2 separate regions of the Pan troglodytes genome follow, and region 1 is linked to region 2. Evidence: chromatin contacts called from public Hi-C data. All regions are on one chromosome and are shown on one strand. The core of a region is the stretch at or near the end of the contact, and the rest is flanking DNA. Distances in the headings are between cores, read along the strand shown. Region 1 overlaps MED27 (mediator complex subunit 27). Region 2 holds the start of NTNG2 (netrin G2).

Region 1 (4,937 bases), core at 121-2,620, 200 kb before region 2:
AAGCAATTATACACTTATAAAGACTGTCCATCTTTGAATGGTACATACGGTAATTATTCCAGAAAACTCAAATTACTCAGAATACCCTATTTCTTAACCTCTGGGAATAACTGGAATCTATTATGCTTGATAGATTTCAGTGAAATCTATCAGTATATAACAGCAGAACAGTTCCAAGTACCATTCTGGCATAAAATACGTGTTTTTTGCCACTATCTAGGGGGGCCCATTACTAGAAATTTCTGAAGAAACTTGTAACTAGAAGGAACTATTGCAACTAAGCCTGAGGACTAAAGATGAGTATTTTAACAAGAACCCCAGGAAACAAATTTTGTAATCAAGGAAATTTACAGGAACACTACAGTTCACAAATGAATATTTACTGTAGCTGAGTAGGCTGCCCTAATGTGGCTGTGTAGGATGCTCAGAGGGCATGTGTAATTAAAGGGCACATACCTCATCTGTCTTTCACTTGAGGATCTCAGAATAGAACAGATAAAAACAATTATTTACTTAAATGTCAACGGCTTTAGAAATAGAAGCCAGGAATATAAGCATGCAGGTCTTTGAATTCTTAAATTTCAGACACCCACTCTTGTAAACAGGAGATCTGTTACAATTAACAGATGCAGCTGTAACTCAGATTCAGTTGTGTCGTATCAATCACTCCGTTTAATGCTCCAAATATCACCATATGCACCTACCCCATGAAGGCTGTAGCTTGACGCTCTGACTTGTGAAGTGGGGTGTGTGTGTGCGCTCATGCACACAAGAAATATTTGAGTGGGTACAGTTCAAGAGCTAGGGACACGGCTCATAATGATCCAGCAAAGAGTCTCTCTCACTCAGATCTCACCTTTGTCTTGACAGAGACTGTAGTGAATCACACTGTGAATGAGTCAACAACGCAACAGCGTTAAAGTCAACTGCTTAGAATTGTGTTAATATAAAGGATTACATGTAAAATGGGAGATAATCATTCCATTTTGGTAAAAACAGGTGTAGTACCAACATGAATAATAATGAGGGATGACAAATTGGAGCATATGTACAGAAGATGAATACAGCCAGTAATCCCTTTGAACACAGGTATACAAAGCCTTAACAACAAGGGGAGAGTGTCTACCACAAAATAAGAGATGAGATGACACAGTCACTCCTAAAACATGCAAATGGAAGTTGCTGAGTGAAGACAGATCAATTATCCTTAGTCGATGAGAATAATAAGACAGAGTGACAGCAGGAAACACTGAGGTTAAATATTAGGCAAAACGTAACAATGGGAAGAATGCTAGCAGAGGAGAGGCTGCCAGGAGAGTCGAAGAAATGACCGCCTGTAGAGGCATGCAGGGTTAAAGCTGGACACCCGCCTCATTATGAGTGGAATTATTCCTGCCACAGCTCAGGGAAACTGGAGAAGAGTGTCATTAGAGAGGTCTCTGCTGATCTAAATGGGTACGAAAACAAGGAGGCTGAGCTCTTGCTTATCAACATTTTTAACCCTCCAAAGTAAGTGAGGGTTTTGCCCACTGGGCAACAGTCTTGACACTGAAACCCATCACATGCCTGTAAAAATGGCCCGCACGTGGCATATGTCGCAGCAGGCAAGAAGGCAACACAATGGCTGCTTGTTTCAGAGACAGAAGCTCGAAGCTGTCTGGGCGGCGGCTCTGGGTAATCACATCCCAAACACAGAACAGGATTTTTTCCCTGCCTGAAATGCCCTCTGATATTTTTCAGCCTTAATTCAAAGGTTTCTTTCTTTGTTGAGTTCAGAACAGTATAGCATGTTTTCTGTTGTTAAACAACGTAAAGCATTTACACTTGATTAGCTGTAGTATGAGTATCAGCAGGACTTGGAAACTTTTCATCATCTTCATGAAGGTTCTGAGGGTCCGCTGACAGCCCTGGGAAATAGTCTTTTTCCAGATTTCCACTGTAAATAATGGCTGACCATTGGCCTCTGTGTTTCAAGGCCTGATGAAGGCAGCAGGGCACAGGACAGAACCGCTGCTTTTGTGAACTAGCGAAGGAGCCTCATGCTGGGGAGGCGCTGCTTTCTACAGTCCCTTCCCACTTAGGGTAGCACAGCCTGGCCATATCCACAGGGGCCCTAAACACTCTACAGCTAAAAAGCCTTCTTCTGCTCTCTATCTCTCTGAAAGATGACAATATGTGCTGTGCACCTTTAGCGCTATTTTCTCCATGAAGTGAAAGGCACTTCAGTGAATCAATCCATGTTTGGAAATATATTCCAAAAGTTGATAGATTTAAGAATTATAATGATAATCTCCAAAGGAATCATATAATCCTGGAGACAGAAGACAACTGAGAGGATAGCTAGTCCAAATTTGTTACTCGATGGACAAGCTAGCTGACTTGTTTAAAGACTTCTATCTAGTGGTAGGCAAAGCTGGGATTGGAACTCAGATCCTTCTGAATGTTTTCTTTCCCCCATACACTAGTCTGAGATAGAGACATTTAAAATGTGGCTACTGATAAGCATTATGAACCAATAAACTCTTCCAAAAGGCAGATTTAAGATACTCTTACAGCCACATGTAAAAAAGTTTCCACTGTTATTTATGTATTTATTTTTGAGACGGGGTCTGACTCTGTCACCCAGGCTGGACTGCAGAGGCACAATCACAACTCACTGCAACCTCTGCCTTCCAGGCTCAAGTCATCCTCCCACTTCACCCTCCTGAGTAGCTGGCATTACAGGCATGTGCCACCACACCCAGCTAATTTTTGTATTTTTTTGGTAGAGACAGGGTTTCACCATGTTGTCCAGGTTGGTCTTGAATTCCTGGGCTCAAGCGATCCATCCACCTCAGCCTCCCAAAGTGCTGGGACTACAGGTGTGAGCCATTGTGCCTGGCATGTGATTTTTTTTTTTTTTTTTTTTTGTGATAGGAGTATTATATTCTGATCCACTCCTAATTTTCCAGCAATAAATTCTGGTCATAGTTTACATGTAATCGAAATTATCCCACTAGGTTTTGAGAAAGCTTGATCTATTTTCAAACACAGACTCAAGAAATCATGAGTTTGTGTTTAAAGTGGATGCTTGGACATACTCAACTCCATCCCGGCTGGGTGCTATTTTATGCTCAATTAGTATCTGTTTTGGTATTTTCTTTAAATCTTTTGGAATAAAACAGTAATCCTGTTAAATAAATTTTTGTAAATATTCTTGGCATTCTTTCCTTTAGTGAAGAGGAAAGCTGGATGAAGTTCATAGTAAGATGGTTTCATTTTATCTGAATTTTAAGTAACTGGCTAATGATTTTCATTCCGCAGATGTGGACGACATTTCAGCATTGATTCAAATACACTTGATTCATCTATTTTGGTTCGCAAGAAAGTTTCTAATACAAAAATAAAACTTTAAAAAGCCGAACATAAATTTCTAAACCTGTGCCGCAATGGCCAGTAAAATATTAAAGCATAATGTTCAGCTAAACTATTTCCAAGCCATACATCATTTTCTGTTTGGGTCCTACCCAACTGTTTCAAAGTTCATTTTTACAGTGTTCAGGGATAATAGCAACCGTATCATTCACAGGAGCCATGGCCAGTCAATTTCTACAGAGAGGAAATGGAATTGTTCCAAACAGATTAAGTTTTAGTGTAGAGAGCAAAGACCCCCTGAGGTTAGCATTTCTGAAACAAAATGGCCAGAAATTAAGTTTAGATAATTTCAAGGGATATATTTCAAGTGTGACTAGCTTAAAGTGGCAGGCCCCCTAACTTAAACATGAAAATTTTTAAAGCCCCCAGAAGCAGCAAGCAGAAGAAGATGGGAACAAGGGAGACACCTATATCATGGCAAAAGTATTTATGACACTAACAGCTGTAAGGAGCCAGGCTCAGTGCCCCAGCCTCCCCTCATTTGTCCACCACTGCTGGAGAATGTGCCCTTTCTCATTAGCAAAGGTTTCAGATCCTTCATGCCTATCTCTTCGGATGCCTATGCTTAATTTTTTCTATTTTTATGAGTATCTTTTTAAAACAAAGATATACTTACATTTATTCCTAACGAGAAAACAACTTAACTTTTGCGAATGTTACGAGCATCGGCTCCTGTGCTTTATATTTATAGTTCTGCCCATCTCCTCTCTTGTTATATAAGCATTGGCTCCTAGCTGTTGTTAGTATGTGCGCTGCATGTTTCCAAATTCGTTACCCTGACAACCCAGAGAAAATGGGCTTTGTGAGAGGGTCTTTGACAGTATGGGAAACCGATAACAGCACTTTCGGTTAGGCCTCCTCTCATACTTCTTGGTTCTTGACTGCGTTCCAATTTATTACGGGGGTTAAAAAATGAATAGTGAATAAGTGAGTGTGCCCTTCTATGATGTTGACTACCCACCCAGAGTAAGTACTGATCTGATTGTGAGGAGAGTGGAGAAGGTGGTATAGAAGCAGAAAGGGTTAAAAATATGGGCTCCAGTGAACCTGGGGAAGTAATTAATCACTCTGAGCATCAGTTTCCTCATTCATAAAATGAAGATTGTAGTTGCACCTAGTTCAGAAGGTTGTTAGGATTAAATAAGGTAATCAGTGTTAAGTGCTTAGAACAGTGTCTGACAGAGTAATCACTCAATAAATAACAGCTGCCAGCAGTGAGGTGGTGGTTGATAGCGACTGTGGTGGTGCTGGTGCTGGTGGTGGAGGTGATGGTGGTGGGGGGTGGTGGTGGGGATGGAGGTGGTGATGGTGATGGTGGTGGTGGAGGTGCTGGTGGTAGAGGTTATGGTGGTGGTGGTGATGGTGGGGGTGGAGGTGGTGATAGTGGTGGTGGGGGTGGAGATGGTGATGGTAGTGGTGATGGTGGTGATGGTAGAGGTTATGGTGGTGGTGGTGGTGATGGTGTTGGTAGAGGTGATGGTGATGGAGGTGATGGTGATGGTGGTGGTGGGGGTGATGGTGAC
Region 2 (4,329 bases), core at 1,255-3,754:
CTCATCTGTTACCTCTTGTTACAAAGCTAGTAGATTATTTTTGCTTGTGACTTTATAATTTCCTGTTACTCATCTACACCATGCAAATTTCCTCATTGTAAAGGAGTCAGGCAACCCAGAGAGGATATCTATAATAAAGCACATCGGTCCCCCCTCATCTCCCCTGTTCATACTTTGGTGTATGTCTTCATTGTCCACATATATAATGGATGTGTCCATATATATAGTGGACTTATATACAATCATATGTATATAATCATATATATGTATGGTTATATACAAATCCTTTTCAAAAATATAGATGGAACAAAATTAAATGCATTGTTCTGCAGATGCTTTTTGATAGCAAATTCCACATACACAATTCAAATTAAAACTGTGCATTGGAGCCAAAATCCCACCAGTGAAGGGGATGATTAGGCTGCTGGTGAGAGGGGAGCCAGCGGTTATTTTCAGGGAGATTCATTAACACTTTCCTGCCCCTGGTGCTCAGCTTCTTTTCATTGCCAGAAAAAGGTCATTTGTCAGAAGGTACCTTAATGCAGTTTAAAAATGAACGTCCATCAACCACCTGGTCCCCACAAGGCTGAAATCCTATTTGTTCCCTATCTTGGAAAATAAGTGCTTTATGGTTCACTTGAAAGGAACATCGTCTCCTGGAGGCTGCTGTGGAGTGCGGTCAACTCAGGATCATAGCAGAGGGACCACCCTCCTGGACAAATCCCCTCATCGTGCAGATGGGGAAACTGAAGCCAAGAGCAGGGAAGGGATCTCCCCCAGCCACACAGCGTGGTAAGGGCTGAGCCAAGAAAAGCCCATTATCCCAACTCTCAGTGCGGTGCTCTTTCCATTATCCTGGGGTCTGGAAATGAGGAAACCAGAAGACAGCTTCTGGCATAGGTCCCCGAAAAAAGCCTGTTGGCATCAGCTTGTTGCAGAGGCAGGGAGTATTGGTGAGGTGGGGGCTGGCGGGGAGGCATGTTAAAAATTGTTTCTAGTGGCACATATCTTTGCATATGGGTCACTGAAACCATCCTGGCAGTGCTAGGGAGGAGGCACCCCTGGTTCCTCCACTGTGTTTAGATGAACTACAAGTAAGAAGCAGCCCCTCCATCTCTTTGGCCATTCCTGACAGCATCCAGTCCACAGTGATGATGGAGGAGCAGGGCGGTTCCCAGGGATTGATGACCATGCCCTGGGGTGACAGCAGGCTGAGGGCTGACCCTGGTCATCACTCACCCTGTGCAGGAGCCCCACACCCTGCCCTTCACTGCTGCCTGCAGGCTGAATGCTTAAAAATCAAACCACCAAGATCTGTTCTCTTCTCCCAGGGAGCTTCCTCCTGCATAGAACAGGTAACCAGGGGCGGGCCCATGTCTGCCTTCCTGGGCTGCTTGGTGAGACAGGCCCATCTCCAGTGGTAGGCATCTGAGAGCATGTGCAGGTAGAGGCACACAGTGGCCCTGTTTTGACCCCTCTTTGAAAAAAGAAGGATTTACCGTTCATATCTCACATATGGGGAAACTGAGCCCCAAAGCAGTCTGGGCCATGTTCCAAGTTCACCAGCCAGCCAGGCCAGTGACAGAGCATCACCCAGAAACCCAAGAGCCCTGCCTCCCTGGCCACAATCCTTAGCTATGTGACCTTGGGCAAGTTATCTAACATCTCTAACTTAAGGCTTTGCTACTAGCAGTGAAGTCACAGGGCTTTGGCGAAGATTCAGTGAATAATGCACACAACCTGGTTTGCATGGAGTCTGGCATAAAACAGGTGTTCAATAAATATATTATTATTATTATTACAGCAGATGACAGTCTTTAATTCCGCATCCTCTTCCTGTTTTGTCACAAGATTCCAAATATTATTCAGCAGTATAACTCCGTCTCCAGTTTTCAGGACAGCTGAGAACAGGGAAGGGTTAAGGTGGAGGTGAAGGGTGGCAGCAGGGCGGGGCACTGAGGTGCCATGTCTTGCTCCATTCCCAACACCCTCTGTGACCTTGGGCTGGTCTCTCTCTCTCTCTGCCTCTCTCTCTGTCTGTCCTCAGGCCCTTTGTTCTTGATGGATCCAAATGACAGTGCTGGCTGCTCAAGGCTGCAGTGAGCCCACCCCAGGAGGCCAGGAGTGTCCGAAAACCACATGTGCTTCTGGAAGATGTGGAAACTCTCCCAGAAGCCCTCGGAGGCAGGCTGGCAGGAAACCTCCCGGGGGTCAGAGATCCCAGGGCTGCCGGATGTGATATTGCCAACTCGGTGGCCTCTGCCCGGGGCTGCTGCTACCGGAGCCCTCCCACACCTGCCTCCCATGCTTGCAGGGGAGGGAGACAGAGAAACCCTCAGCCAGGCCCCTCCTGCCCCACTACTCTGCACTCCCTGCAGAGCTGGCTTGGCTTCGTCAAAAGCAGGGCCCATCAGGGTGGAGGCGGCGATGTGTCAGCTGGTATTCAGGCTCTGGTTGTGCGCTCAGATCGCTCCCCCTCCCCATCTCCCCAAATCCACCCACCCACCCCGGTACCCACTGCTTGGGGCCTTCTGGGTGGCAGCACTTCACAGAGAGAGACCGAGGAGCAGCCCTGAGCCCTTGGCTGTGGGGGGTGGGGGAACTGACTCACTTGGCCCCCCTCCCTCGTGCCGATGGGGCAGCCCCCACACCCATGGGCGCTGGCACCCCGGCAGGCCCCCGGGTTTTGGAAAAGGAAGCTGCAGCCCGGCTGCGCCTGACCGGAGCCGGCTGAGGATGCGCTCTGGGCGCAGGGACCCGCTGGCCCCCGGGCCGGGAGGCGATGTTTAGGCAGCGACCCCCCAGAGGCTGCCGGGGCCACCCTGGCCACGGGCCCGCCGGGACGCCCCTGCTCGCCGCGCCCCTCCCCGGGCCGTGGCGCGTCCCCCGAGCCGCGCAATATTTCCTTCCTGCACCTTTAAGAAGACCGTTGCTCCGTGGTGGGATGGTGTGTTAAAGCCACACAGAGGAAGTTACGCAGCCCGGATCAGACCGAGAGATAAAAGCCCCGATGGTGATCGTGAGTGATGGCAAGAGGATTTAGCCTCGGCATTAACTTGGAGCGGAGTGCAGGGGGGCAGTGAAGCGCCCGCCATCTGGCCCGCGCCGCGCCGGGGGGATGCCCCGGCTCCCCGACGAGACGCCGCGAAGCCCACCCGGGCCGGGGGCTGCCCGGCGCCCGAGCGCGGGTCCTCCCCGGGCCGCCCAGGGGGGCCAAAAAGTTTGCACTTGTTAGCGGCGACCTCCCGCTCAGCCCGGGCGGGCGATGCGGGCGGCGCGGGCGGCCCCCTCCCCCGGCCCGCGTCTCCGGGACGGCTGCGGGCGGCCCCCCCGGCGGCCGGAGGGCTCCCCGGCCCCGATCTGACGGCGGCGGCGGCGGCGGCCACAGCGGCGGGAGCGGCGCGGGGAAGGAGCAGCGGCTCGCAGCCCTCGGCCCGCGCCCCCACCCAGCGCCAGCCCGAGGGGGGAGGCGCAGCGCCGGAGGGTGGCGGTCCTCGGCCCTCCCGGGTCTCCGCGCCGGGAAGCCGCTCCGAGCCGGGGTAAGGCGGGCGGGGAGAGCCCGGGAGGCGGGCGAGGGGAGAGGCTGCAGCTTGGCCAGGCTGGTTTCATTTTTAAAGGGCTTCGGTGACCATGCAGGCTTGCCCGGGCCCGGGAGCCACTTACAGCGGCCCGGCAAAGGCTCGGATGCAAAAGTTGTTTGGTGGCGGCTGCTACGAGCTGAGGACTGGAGTCGCCCCAGAGGGGTGTGTGAGGGTGCGTTCTTAGCAGCATCTTAAAGGGGTAGCTTGTCTTTCTGGCCGGCTTCCCCCGGGTCCTTTCCGTCGTGTGTGTGAGAGTGTGTGTGTGTGTGTGTGTGAGAGTGTGTGTGTGTGTGTGTGTGTGTATGTGTGTGTGTGTGTCGGGGAGGGATGTTGCAAGGGTGCTCGGATGTGTCTCGGAAAAGGAAACTAACCCTGCTCCCGCGCCTCTCCCCCACCCCAATTCCACCGCCACCGCTTAGAGCCACCCCCATCCCGTGCCCTCCCATCTCTCTGCAAACTGGGAGCCTGTGAGTTGCACAGAGAAACTCCTGGCCAGTCCGGCCGCGGCTGGAAACTTCTCCCGGCGCCGGGAGGGGGTCGGGAGGTGAGGGGGCGCAGGCACTGATTTGGGGCCGGCGTGGAGTCGAACCTGGAACTGAGCGGCGCGCAGGTTGGGGGAGCAGAGGCGGCGGGAAGGCGGGAAGAGAGGACCGCGGGCTCGCGGGGTCCGCCTGCTCCGGAGTAAGTTGGCCGTCTGGGCTGGGGGCGGCGGCGGCCGGGTCGCCACAGGCGGCAGCGCCGGGGCAAA

Evidence for each region. Hi-C and Micro-C count contacts between places; a contact is called where the count stands out from the background.
Region 1: a Hi-C map of stem cell-derived neural progenitor cells shows a contact between it and region 2, with 1.8 times the contacts expected there. The contact joins the enhancer-like site here to the promoter of NTNG2 in region 2. A contact is called at or near these places in 1 of 7 Hi-C or Micro-C datasets (stem cell-derived neural progenitor cells), 1 of 1 datasets of contacts at active chromatin or transcription factors (stem cell-derived excitatory neurons) and 1 of 1 other capture datasets (stem cell-derived neural stem cells).

What each region holds. Positions count from the first base shown.
Region 1 is chr11:6,496,049-6,500,985 of NHGRI_mPanTro3-v2.0_pri, reverse strand. All of the region lies in intron 3 of MED27 (mediator complex subunit 27), which reads right to left. Among named protein-coding and RNA genes, the nearest start is that of MED27, 120 kb to the right of the region's middle. Within about 2 kb of position 1,370, at least 10 of the 24 cell types and tissues checked have an H3K27ac peak or open chromatin away from gene starts, as enhancers often do. A contact at or near this core is called in stem cell-derived neural progenitor cells and stem cell-derived neural stem cells, where this site is marked.
Region 2 is chr11:6,297,428-6,301,756 of NHGRI_mPanTro3-v2.0_pri, reverse strand. It overlaps NTNG2 (netrin G2), which reads left to right and starts at 2,504. Exons shown (of 11, transcript XM_063788131.1): 1 at 2,504-3,019.